Linked DNA regions of Sus scrofa: regions 2, 3 and 4 are each linked to region 1. The links are chromatin contacts, called in public HiChIP or PLAC-seq maps. All regions are on one chromosome and are shown on one strand. Each heading gives the region's core, a stretch centred on a gene start, on an enhancer-like site or on the middle of the called end of the contact. The rest is flanking DNA. Distances are from core to core; before and after follow the strand shown.

What was found. HiChIP or PLAC-seq counts read pairs in DNA pulled down with a chosen protein or histone mark.
Region 2: a contact with region 1 is called in an H3K27ac HiChIP or PLAC-seq map of alveolar macrophages. The contact joins the promoter of SRRM1 here to the promoter of IFNLR1 in region 1. A contact is called at or near these places in 2 of 5 promoter capture datasets (fetal skeletal muscle and liver), 14 of 47 Hi-C or Micro-C datasets (brain, embryonic fibroblasts, epiblast stem cells and 9 more) and 2 of 2 datasets of contacts at active chromatin or transcription factors (alveolar macrophages and skeletal muscle).
Region 3: a contact with region 1 is called in an H3K27ac HiChIP or PLAC-seq map of alveolar macrophages. The contact joins the enhancer-like site here to the promoter of IFNLR1 in region 1. A contact is called at or near these places in 3 of 5 promoter capture datasets (fetal liver, fetal skeletal muscle and liver), 8 of 47 Hi-C or Micro-C datasets (brain, embryonic fibroblasts, epiblast stem cells and 4 more) and 1 of 2 datasets of contacts at active chromatin or transcription factors (alveolar macrophages).
Region 4: an H3K27ac HiChIP or PLAC-seq map of alveolar macrophages shows a contact between it and region 1. The contact joins the promoter of NCMAP here to the promoter of IFNLR1 in region 1. A contact is called at or near these places in 3 of 5 promoter capture datasets (fetal liver, fetal skeletal muscle and liver), 2 of 47 Hi-C or Micro-C datasets (epiblast stem cells and skeletal muscle) and 1 of 2 datasets of contacts at active chromatin or transcription factors (alveolar macrophages).

The regions. Positions count from the first base shown.
Region 1 is chr6:81,912,748-81,915,519 of Sscrofa11.1, reverse strand. It overlaps IFNLR1 (interferon lambda receptor 1), which reads left to right and starts at 1,416. Exons shown (of 7, transcript XM_021095536.1): 1 at 1,416-1,534. The coding sequence starts at 1,477.
Region 2 is chr6:82,307,776-82,310,547 of Sscrofa11.1, reverse strand. It overlaps SRRM1 (serine/arginine repetitive matrix protein 1), which reads right to left and starts at 1,356. Exons shown (of 16, transcript XM_021095577.1): 1 at 1,061-1,356. The coding sequence starts at 1,081. It also overlaps the pseudogene LOC100522323.
Region 3 is chr6:82,281,161-82,283,932 of Sscrofa11.1, reverse strand. It overlaps NCMAP (noncompact myelin-associated protein), which reads right to left. Exons shown (of 4, transcript XM_005665097.3): 4 at 46-2,772. Among named protein-coding and RNA genes, the nearest start is that of SRRM1, 27 kb to the left of the region's middle. Within about 2 kb of position 1,417, at least 10 of the 83 cell types and tissues checked have an H3K27ac peak or open chromatin away from gene starts, as enhancers often do. A contact at or near this core is called in alveolar macrophages, fetal liver and liver, where this site is marked.
Region 4 is chr6:82,240,934-82,243,705 of Sscrofa11.1, reverse strand. NCMAP (noncompact myelin-associated protein) reads right to left here and starts at 1,335. Exons shown (of 4, transcript XM_005665097.3): 1 at 662-1,335.

The DNA.
Region 1 (2,772 bases), core at 167-2,666:
ATAGTATATGTTAATAAAGGAGAGGGATGGTTATTTTTAGAGTAAAAGTGACTTTTCGTGTTGGAAAAGCAGTACATATTAATTAGAAGTTAATTCAGGATTAATGTAATTAAGTAGCAATTCAAGTACTTAAATTTAGAAATTAAACATAAACAGAAAGAAGAGAACTTAAAATCCTCACCAGAGAGAGAGAAGCCCCACTAACATATTGGCATACATCCTTCTGAAGCTGTCCAGGTCGATAGGCACACATTTTTGGTTTAATCAGCCTGTTTCGGTACTTGCTTTTCTGCTACTGAGTACATTAGAAATATCCCTTAGTCACTACATGCACCTCGGCAGTATCTTTTTTATTTTATTTAATTTTTAAAGTTTTTTGTCTTTTTAGGGCCGCACCTGCCTCATACAGAGGTTCCCAGGCTAGGGGTCCAGTCGGAACTGTAGCTGCCAGTCTACACCACAGCCACAGCAACTTGGGATCTGAGCCTTGTCTGGGACCTACACCACGGCTCATGGCAACACCAGATCCTTAACCCACTGAGCAAGCCAAGGATGGAACCCTCGTCCTCATGGATGTTAGTCCGGTTGGTTAACCGCTGAGCCACAACGGCAACTCCCGGCAATATCTTGTTTCATGGCTGTAGACGGTTCTGAGGTGAGGCTGGTTGCATTATTTGAAAGCGGTTACTGTTCAGGTGACCAGTAACACACTGGCATCAGAGGGACCAGCTATGTCCGGAACAAGCCCATTAAGCTCTGGAGGCTGCCACGCCCCGCGTGAAGGATATAGAGAATAAGTCAGACCCACAGGATTCTCCAGGAAATTAATGTCGATAATGTGGGAAAGTGCATGGCTTGGAACCTGGCACTTAGAAGAGGCTCGGATAGAGCCAGTGGTGTCTGAGACTCAGTTCATAAACTTGCCCTGAACTCCTCTGCCCTCTTAAAAGTCCCTTATTGGAATTCCTAGCCGTGATTATTAATAATGAACAGTTTTCGGGAGTTCCCGTCGTGGCTCAGCGGTTAACCAACCCGACTAGCATCCACGAGAACTCGGGTTCAATCCCTGGCCTCACTCAGTGGGTTAAGTTTCTGGCATTGCGGTGAGCCAGAAGTTCCCGCGTTGCTGTGGCTCCGGTGTAGGCCTGCACCAGATCGACCCCTAGCCTGAGAACCTCCATATCCCGCGGGTGTGGCCAAAAAAAAAAAACCAGTTTTCTTCCACTCACCTCACTCTGTACACGCATTTACTGAACCTCACCCCCACCCCGATCCCGCAGAACGAAACGAAGCAGAGGCAGAACGAACTGCTGGGGACTTAGGGGCGGCCCCAGGGGAAGCCCGGGTGGAGTCCCGTCCCGGAGGGGCGGGTCCACGGCTTGGCCTCCCATTGGCTGCCGTTCGCGTCACCTGCAGTCGGTGGGACGGGAGGCGGGAGGTGGGAACGGGTCCCACCCTGGCCGCGGGACGGCCGGCATGTCGGGGGCTGGCCGCTGGGCCTCTCTACTCCTATGCCTGCTTCAGTCCGCTCCAGGTAAGGGCACGGGGTGGGCACGGGGCCGCGGGGCGGGCGCGGGGCCGCGGGGAGCGCCGTCCGGGCGGCATCCACCTTCGGAGCCAAAGCTCGGGAGACAGTGCCTTAGGCAGGGGTCTGGGCGCAGCAACCTGAGTCGTGTGGATCGGCAGAGGCCACCTCCCACCCGTGTTCTTCCGAGGACCAAGCAGACTCTTGTCTAGTCCTTTCCGGGAAGAAACTGATCACGTTTCCTAATGCCAGCTCAGCTTCAGGTAATCAGGAAACAAGACGATGGTTCTAAAGTCAGCTGTATTTATTTATAAAGTGTTTTTTTAAGGTTTCCTAAAGGCTCTGATCCCTTCATTAATACCGCACTTGGAGTTCCCGTTGTGGCGCAGCGGAAACAATCCGACTAGGAACCATAAGGTTGTGGGTTCGATCCCTGGCCTTGCTCAGTGGGTTAAGGATCTGACGTTGCTGTGGCTGCGGTGTAGGCTGGCAGCTGTAGCTCTGATTAGCCCCCTAGCCTGGAACCTCCATAGGTGCGGCCCTAAAAAGACAAAAAGACCAAAAATAAAAATAAAAAATACCGCACTTGACCCTTGCTAGTAGGGAAATTCAAACAGAAGTGCCCTGCCCTCGCAGGGTGTGCATTAGTGTGTGTGTGTGTGTGTGTGTGTGTGTGTCCCCTTTCTCCCGGCTGGGTGTAGGAAGTTCCATCCAGCCCCTACCCCCTTTTTTTTTTCTGAGCTGCCACCGGTAAGTTTACAGGGTACAAAATACCTTGGAATAGGACACAACTGCCAAACCCCAGCAAAATTGTTCCCAGGATATCTCCCTAGTCTTAGCCTAATAATTTAAAAACACGAAGAGTTCTTGTACATAATCTAATACTAATGTTAAAAGCCAACATTTGGAGTTCCCATTGTGGCTCAGCTTTAACGAACCCAACTAGTATCCATGAGAACCCAGGTTCAATCCCTGGCCCTGCTCAGTGGGTTAAGGATCCGGTGTTGCCCTGAACTGCAGTGTAGGTCACAGTTTCGGCTTGGATCTGGCTTTGCTGTGGCTTGACATAGGTGGGCAACTGCAGCTCTGTTTGGACCCCTAGCCTGGGAACTTCCATATGCCTCAGGTGCAGCGAAAGAAAGAAAGAAAGGAAGGAAGGAAGGAAGGAAGAAGGAAGAAAGAAGGGAGGGAAGGAGGGAGGGAGGGAGGGAAGAAAGAAAGAAAGAAAGAAAGAAAGAAAGAAAGAA
Region 2 (2,772 bases), core at 107-2,606, 400 kb before region 1:
ATGTAACATGCTCCAGGGAATGGAAAGAGCCAATATGCACTACAGATTCTGACTTAAATCAACTGGTCTCTATATGGTCCGTTCTGCCTTAAAAAGAATTTGCAAACTCTAGTCCAATCAGTGTCACTTCCCACCCATCGAGATCTCGAATGGGTCCTACGGGAGTGTAAAAGGGGACCAAAAGAGTCCAGCACGCGCCCGGTAAAAGTATGGGCCCTGAGGGCCAACTACGACGAGAAAACGTCCCCATCTCCAGGTGATGGGCGAGAATCAAGAGGAACCTTTTCACCAAAAAGATTTTCAAGAGAACGTTCACAGGGGGTGGGGGGCGGTGAGCGGGAACGAAGAGTAGATCCACTCCATACCCCTGCCTCCACAAACGCGCATACTTTTTGTTGCACCCTCTGCCTGGAGTCTCAGACTCAAACGTTCTAACTACAAATTATCTGCATTCCCCTCCCTGAAGGGCTATCAAATTGGGCGGGAGCTCCCGCGAACTCTGACCCGGAGCCTTCGGGAAGGCTTAGACCAAGAGGGAGGGCGCGCGAGGCGCGGGGGGAGGGGGTTTGGTGCCCGCTTTCTCAAGAAAAGCGGCTCAAGGCTGCTTCCGGTCCTCTCACCCGCTCTCCTGAGGCGGTACCCCCAAACCTGTCCTCCCCAGGGCCCTCCTGCCGCCAGTCACCTCAGGGTTTCCCTCCGGCCTCCCCCCAGGGACTTCCTCCTCGCGGGTCCGCTAGGCCCCAGGACCCGGTGGGGCGCGCGGCTCTCCCTGCAGGCCCTGCCAGGGAGGCGGGCGGGAAGGTACCGCTCAGGCCCATTCCCGCCGCCATTTTCCGGCGACCGTCGCTGCCGCGTAGGGGGGACGATCCCGGAGGAGGAGACTGCGCAGGGGCGCACCGGTCCCCGCCGCAGGGTAGTGGGGAAGCGTCCACTGGCAACGAGGATCCTCAGGATCTTCGAAGTCTCCGCTCGCTGGCCACCCCATCTCGAGTTTAGGCCTCCTGCTGGGCCTTTTCGATAAGCCCCTCACCTCACCCCAGATCCCCGCGCTCCTACTTACGCGGAAGAATCCCGCGTCCATCTTGCTGCCTCGCTCGGAGATCGCTCCCTATCCCAAGGTGCACCGCGCCACCGCGACGGAGGGCGGGACCGGCAGGGAAAGCCGAGCGCCGGGACGCAGCTCGCGCTGCTCCACCCGCCCTTCCAGCGGACACGAGGCCGCGCTTGCTCAGTGTGGAGAGCGCTCGCCAAGTGTGCGCACGCGCGTTCCGGGAGGCGGGCTGCTACCGGACTCCGAGCTTCTCCAGTGGCCAGTCCTTGAGGAGAGCCTCGCGACCACAGCCAATGGGAGCGAGCAAGAGAGTGTCGTCCGGTCGCCCCGCCCTGCAAAACCTTTTGTGGCGCTTAACCAGCCTTGTTCGCTCAGCGTGAATTGACCCTTCCTTCGACCCGTAGTGGGGGCGGCTTTCTGCCCCCCCCCGGGGGGGGGCTCCATGGAGAGCTTGTGGAGAAAGGCTGTTACCTCAGGGTGACGCTTGTGAGGCCGCTCTTGCGCAGAGGAGAAGCCTGCGGCCTCCGCTTTCGTTAGAAAAGTTGTGATTGTGTTGCTTTTACGAGTTTCCAGTTATCGAGGTCGGCCCTGAAGTAGTCGAGCTCTGTACTATGAATGAAATCTGCGTTTTGGTCCCGCACCCTCGACTTCCGCTACAACTCCTTAGCTTTGGGGAGAAGCTGGAAATGTCCGTTAGATGAGTTTCGGAACCGGCAGGAAGCTGATGAGAGCCGGGGCCCCCGGGCAGAGTCTGACGGAAAGGAAGCCGGCCTTCAGGCTTCGGGACTTTCGGAGCTCACGTGTGCCTCACCGGCCCAGCTCTGGCTGCGAGGGCCTGCAACCGGATGCCTTCTGCCTCCTTTCCTTTATGCACTCTCTTTTTCTCTGAAAGGGAACATGTGACCCTTCTCTAGCCATCTTTTGTAACGTAACCACACACACACACCCCCCCCAACACACACTTGCCTCCCTTTCCTGATTTTTGTTCACAATGTATTCACTCTCTTGGCTTCAAATACCAATTCTGCCAACAACTTCATAGGTTTCCAGCTCAAGGCCTCTCCTCTGAGCTTCGAACATGTATTGGCAACGTCCTGTTCAATGTTTCCGCTTGGACAGACGTCACGAACGTAACATAAGTAGGAACTGGGCTCCTCGTTTCTCCTGTTCTGCCTGGAACTCCCTCCCTCCACCCTCCACCAGGCCAAAAACCCGACCTGTCCCTCCCAAAGTCTTCCCTACCTCAGTTGATGGCAGTATCTTTCCTTTTGTTTAAGATACAAGCCTTGGTTGTTAATCTCGATTCCTCTTGGAGTTCCCATTGTGGCTCATTGGTAACAAATCCCTACTAGTATCCATGATGACACGGATTCGATCCCTGTCCTTGCACAGGAGGGTAAGGATCTCCTGTTGCTGTGGTTGTGGCATAGGCCTGCGGCTGTAGCTCCCATTCGAACCCTAGCCTGAGAACTTCCGTATGCCAAAGGTGTGGCCCTAAAAAAGAAAAAAAAAAAGCTGGACTCCTCTTCCTCCCACATCTCACTGCCAAACCATCAAGAAACCCACTCTGCTATCGTCTAGGTTCAAAGCACCATCATCTTTGGCCTGAACTTCTGCCCTAGCCTCCTATCTGGTTTCCCTGCTTCTACCCTTGCGGATCAGCATCTGTTCTAAATGCACCAGAGTGAGCCCGTTGGAAAACCTTAGGCAAGTCACTCAAG
Region 3 (2,772 bases), core at 168-2,667, 370 kb before region 1:
ATTCAAGGAAGATTCCAAGGTGGACAGAAGAGTTTGGTTTTAGGGCTAGAACATTCCAAACAACCTCAATTTTTTTTTTTTTTTTTTTTAGCAGAATACATTTGGGAAACATCTGTATTTGGGGCTTAAGTCCTTCAATGGCTTTGTCCCCTTGCTCCTTGGACCTAAGTGGTAAGGGAATGAAGCAGGAATCCTTAGCGCTTGAATGGATTTAGAAAAGAGACCCTTTGGCTACAACCATGGAAGCACAAGGGAGGCTACCAAAGTGGCTTTGCCCCACTTCCAGTGTGGACACTACACCCCTGACCTCACGCAGACCCAGGGATAAGCCTGTCTTCCTCTGGTTCAGCTCGCAAAAGAATCTGTTTCCTTTGAGCCAGGAGGTTAGGGAAGAGGGCACTGCAATAAGCATTTAAATGTATAATAAGAATATAAGACTTTTGAATCAAAGAGACCTGGATTTGAGTCTTGTCTTTGCAACTTACTAGCTGGGAGACTTTGGGCAAGTGCTTTCTCTCTTTGGGTTTAAAATTCTTGGCAAATGGGGAAAAAAAAAACCTCCCAGGGTTATCAGGAAAAATAAATCCCATGAGATAACTCATGGGAAAGCAGCTTGCAAAGTGTCTGGTGGATAGTTCAACAGAGGAGGGAGAAGAGATGTCTGGGGAAAAACAGTTTGTCAGTATTTCTCCAGACCTATTCAGGTAAGCTTTTTTTTTTTTTTTTTTTTAAGTGAGATGACGTGAGCCGTGTGACCCTGGGTCAGCCTCCTTATCTCCTGACCTTCAACTTTCTCAAAAGGGATTTCTTACCCCAAGAAGGAATTTACAGTTCCTAGAATTTACAATTAAATGATAAGAATGTGTAATTTTCTTTCTTTCTTTTCTTTTTAGGGCTACACCCTTGGCATATAGAAATTCCCAGGCTAGGGGTCTAATCTGAGCTGTAGCTGCCAGCCTATGCCACAGCCACAGCCATGCCAGATCTGAGCTGCATCTGTGACTTACACCACAGCTCACAACAACGCTGGATCCTTAACCCACAGAGTGAAGCCAGAGATCAAACCCACATCCTCATGGATATCAGTCGGGTTCATTACCACTGAGCCACAACGGGAACTCCAAGAATGCGTCACTTTCTATAATAGAATACAGATTTATTGCCTTGTTCCCAAGGTGACTTCAATCATAAAATGCACAATTGTTTAAAAATCAGCGGTTTTTTTGTTTGTTTGTTTGTTTTTTGTCTTTTTGCCTTTTCTTGAGCCGCTCCCGCAGCATATGGAGGTTCCCAGGCTAGGGGTCTAATCGGAGCCGTAGCTGCCAGCTTACACCAGAGCCACAGCAATGCAGGATCTGAGCTGTGTCTGCAAACCACACCACAGCTCACAGCAACACCAGATCCTTAATCCATTGAGCAAGACCAGGGATTGAACATGCAACCTCATGGTTCCTAGTCGATTTGTTAACCACTGCACCACAACAGGAACTCCAAATCAGCGTTTTGAGAGAGAAAAAAAAATACAATCTCATTAATGGACCCATCTATTTTAAGATATATTCTGATTTCAGAATCATTAAAATGGGAACAAGTGTATATCTTGCAATAGAAGAAATTTATAATAATAATGTTGGCTCCCATTTATAAAGCATCTACTGGGTGCCAGGCACTATTCAAGCAGCTTTGCTAAGTCCTTGACTTGTTACAGTCACCCAGTGGGGCAGATGTTATTCCTGTCTCATGCTTAGAAAACAATACGGGGGAGCTGAGTCACTTCCAAGGCCACACAACCAGGAAGTAGAGCTTGGGCGGCAGTTCTTCTTAATTGCAACCCTTTCGCTAGATTGTTTTCCAGGTGAAGGAGTCAAAGAGATGAGTCCCATCCAGAGAAATGGTGTGTGAATGTGGTACTTTGAATATATCCTGAATCTTTGCAAGGTGACTGGGAAGGGCAGAGGTAACACAAACAGAGCTGTAATCTAATCAGCCTCCAAATACTTGGACCTTGGAGGTAAGGTGATAACGGGAGATGGAGGATAGCTCAGAATCCAAATAGAGGGAAGCCGAGAAAGGAGACTGAGTCAAGGTGAAACCAGCCTTCCAGGGGAGAGGGAGGGGCCCTGAGCCGTCCTGAGGCTCAGTCCAGGCCCCCAAACACTGCAACAAGCTTTCAGCCTCAAGACCAGAAATCCTCAAGTCCACCCTATGCTTCTACTCTGACTCTACTAAATAAGTAGACACCTTTGGAGAATAATTCAGTTTTTCCCTCTTTTCTTTTTTCTTTCTCTCTTCTTTAAAATATTCTTGGCCACACTGTAGCATGAGGGAGTTCCGGGGCCAGGGAGGGAACTCGTGCCATAGCAGTGACAACGCTGGATCCTTAACCCACTGCACCACCTGGGAACTCCCCCATAAACTTTCCTAGAGGAAAAATGTGCTGACCAATTGTCGTGAGCTCAACAGCAGTCATTTAGTACCAGAACAAGTTATAAATTAACAAATTGGTTTTTTGATTAGTTAATCCAAGTTAGTTCCCCTGTGCTGGATTATGGGATTGAATATTTGCTCTGCAAAACTGTGGATGTGGCCCTTCCTCTGATGTGACCCCAGGGCAGACTCTCTCAGGAGCACCCCCTGACTTCTGCCTGTCTGTCTGTCTAGCTATTGTGCTTGGGGGAGGGGAACAGCCAAACCCCACATCAGTGGATCCCCATCATAGCTCTATCACCTCATCAGACGGCAAAAGAATATTCCACAGCTTTTGGGAAGGGT
Region 4 (2,772 bases), core at 86-2,585, 330 kb before region 1:
CCTCCTGCCAGTGTACCCGGGCCACAGAACCTGTCCTCCCATCTTTCCTTTGGAGTCACCTGGGAGCTGCGGAGTTTGCCCATCCAGAGCTAGAACCCTGGGTTCCTCCCCCTGCTGTGGGTTTTTATGCAGATCTTCCTCCCCACAGGGCCGACCCATTAAGACGCCCCTTTCGCAGGTGAAACCAACAGAGGTCTTGAATGGTTCAAAATCCCCTCTACCTCTCAGCGGGCCAGTTTGCTAGCTTTTCTTCCGGGGATTCTCCGCCAGAGGCTTTGAAAGGGAGGAGGGACAAGGAAACGATCTGTCTGCTGGATGCCCAGAATATCAACCCCCCAAACAGGCCGGCATTCAGGGTGGGTGTCCGCGCTGCGTCGAGAATGCTCTCCTGGCACCAGTACGCATGTCCCATCCGCATGGCCAGAGCCGGAGAAGACGAACCTCGCCTCTCCAGCCTCTCACCATCGCCCACCGCCCCCGCGCGCAGACTCCAGGCACTCCCTCCAAAGAAGGTGGGTGCGAGGCTGGGAAGCCCCGTGGCTCCTCTCCGGGCTCCCCTCCACCGAGTGCGGCCAGCAGGTGAACAGCGAGCCGCCGCGCCAGAGCCGGGTCGCCCGTGACCCCCGCAGACCCGGCGACCCCGGCGTCTTGCACCTCCTACCTGCTCCGGGGAGCCCCGCGCCCCGGCCGCCACCCGCTCGGTCTCCCGCCGGCGACTTCTCAGCCACCCTGGCTCTCCCCGTCGTGATCCCGCCCTCGGCCCCGCCCCGCGCAGGTGATCCTCGGGGCTGCCCTGGGGGCGCCAGGCTGGGACACTGACGTGGCGGCGCCTCCCCGTGGTGTCCTCGCGCCCCTCCCGGCCCGGGTCCTTCTTGGGACTCCACGTCTGGCAACCCCACCCTCCGCCTTGGGCGCTCAGCCCTCCAGACCACTTCTCCCAGGGCGGACGGGAGAAGGGAACTTACAGACTCACCAGGCCTGTGGGAGCTGCAGGGGGGTTTGTGCAGATGCCTTTAAAGCAGGTTGTGCTAATCCTATTGAAGGGACTGGGGTAGGGGCGGTTGGGGTCTGGACCATATAAAATGTTACACTAGGAGGTCTGCCAGCTCGAGAGGGTCAATAACTTGCTCTGTAGAATCGGACTGTTTCTTGCATCGGACTGGCTTATGGATGGATCCCTGGAGCCCAGCACTCTATCCTGAGCACGCAATGGGCCTCCAACCAATATCTACAGAAAGAGGGAGAGATCTCAGGGGAATCCCAACCCCTCTCCGTTTACAAACAGGGAAACTGAGGCCCAGGAGTTGCCCCAAATCACACAGCCAGGTTTCCTCATTCTTTTTTTTTTTCTCTTTTTACTTCTGCACCTGTGGCATATGGACTCCCAGACGAGGGGCTGAATTGAAGCTGCAGCTGCTGGCCTAAGCCACAGCCACAGTAGCACGGGATCAGAGCTGCATCTGCAACCTATGCAGCAGTTTGCAGCATCGCAGAATCCTTAGCCCACCGAGTGGAAGGCCAGGGACTGAACCACATCCTCATGGACACTATGTCCTGTTCTTAACCTGCTGAGCCACAAGGGGAACTCCAGGTTTCCTCATTCTGTTTTCAAATTACTTCCAGAAAGTGTTTGGTTTGGGGGCCTGCTGCTTTGCCACTGGTGCTGTGAGATGCTGTCAAAGCCTTGGTAACTTCCTCCCAAGTTGGCTGAGAACTGAGAAAGGATCTGTTGTGTTTTCATAGGAAGGTCAGGTGGTTTTTTTTTTTTTTTTTTTTTTTTTTTTTTTAGAGATTTTTCTTTTTCTTTTCAGAAGTCATATGCCATTGTTTTTTTTAAATTTTATTTTTGTTTTATTTCATTTTATTTTACTTTTTTGTCTTTTGTCTTTATAGGTCCACATCCTCGGCATATGGAGATTCCCAGGCTAGGGGTCTAATCGGAGCTGTTGCTGCCTGCCTACGCCACAGCCACAGCAACACAAGATCTGAGCCGCGTCTGCAACCTACACCACAGCTCAAGGCAACGCTGGATCGTTAACCCACTGATTGAGGCCAGGGATCGAAGCCAAAATCTCATGGTTCCTAGTCGGACTCGTTTCTGCTGCACCACGATGGGAACTCCAGGTGGTATTTATTAACAAGGATTGATTAAGAAGTGAAATTCTGAGAATCTCTATATTATGCACCTATAAGGTATAGTAGTGTACCATCAACTATACTTCATTTTATTTTTTTCTTGCTTTTTAGGGCCGCACCCGAGACGTATGGAGGTTCCCAGGCTAGGGGTCCAATTGCAGCTACAGCTGCTGGCCTATACCACAGCCACAGCAACTCAGGATCCAAGCCATACCTGTGAGCTACATCACAGCTCAAGGCAACGCCGGATCTGTAACCCACTGAGTGAGCCCAGGGATCAAATTTGTGTCCTCATGATTGCTAGTCAGATTCGTTAACCACTGAGCCATGACGAGAACTCCCAAGTATACGTAAATTTTTTTTTTTTTTTTTTTTGTCTTTTTGCTATTTCTTGGGCTGCTCCCACGGCATATGGAGGTTCCCAGGCTAGGGGTTGAATCGGAGCTGTAGCCACCGGCCTACGCCAGAGCCACAGCAACGCGGGATCCGAGCCACGTCTGCAACCTACACCACAGCTCATGGCAATGCCGGATCGTTAACCCACTGAGCAATGGCAGGGACCGAACCCGCAACCTCATGGTTCCTAGTCAGATTTGTTAACCACTGCGCCACGACGGGAACTCCTATACGTCAATT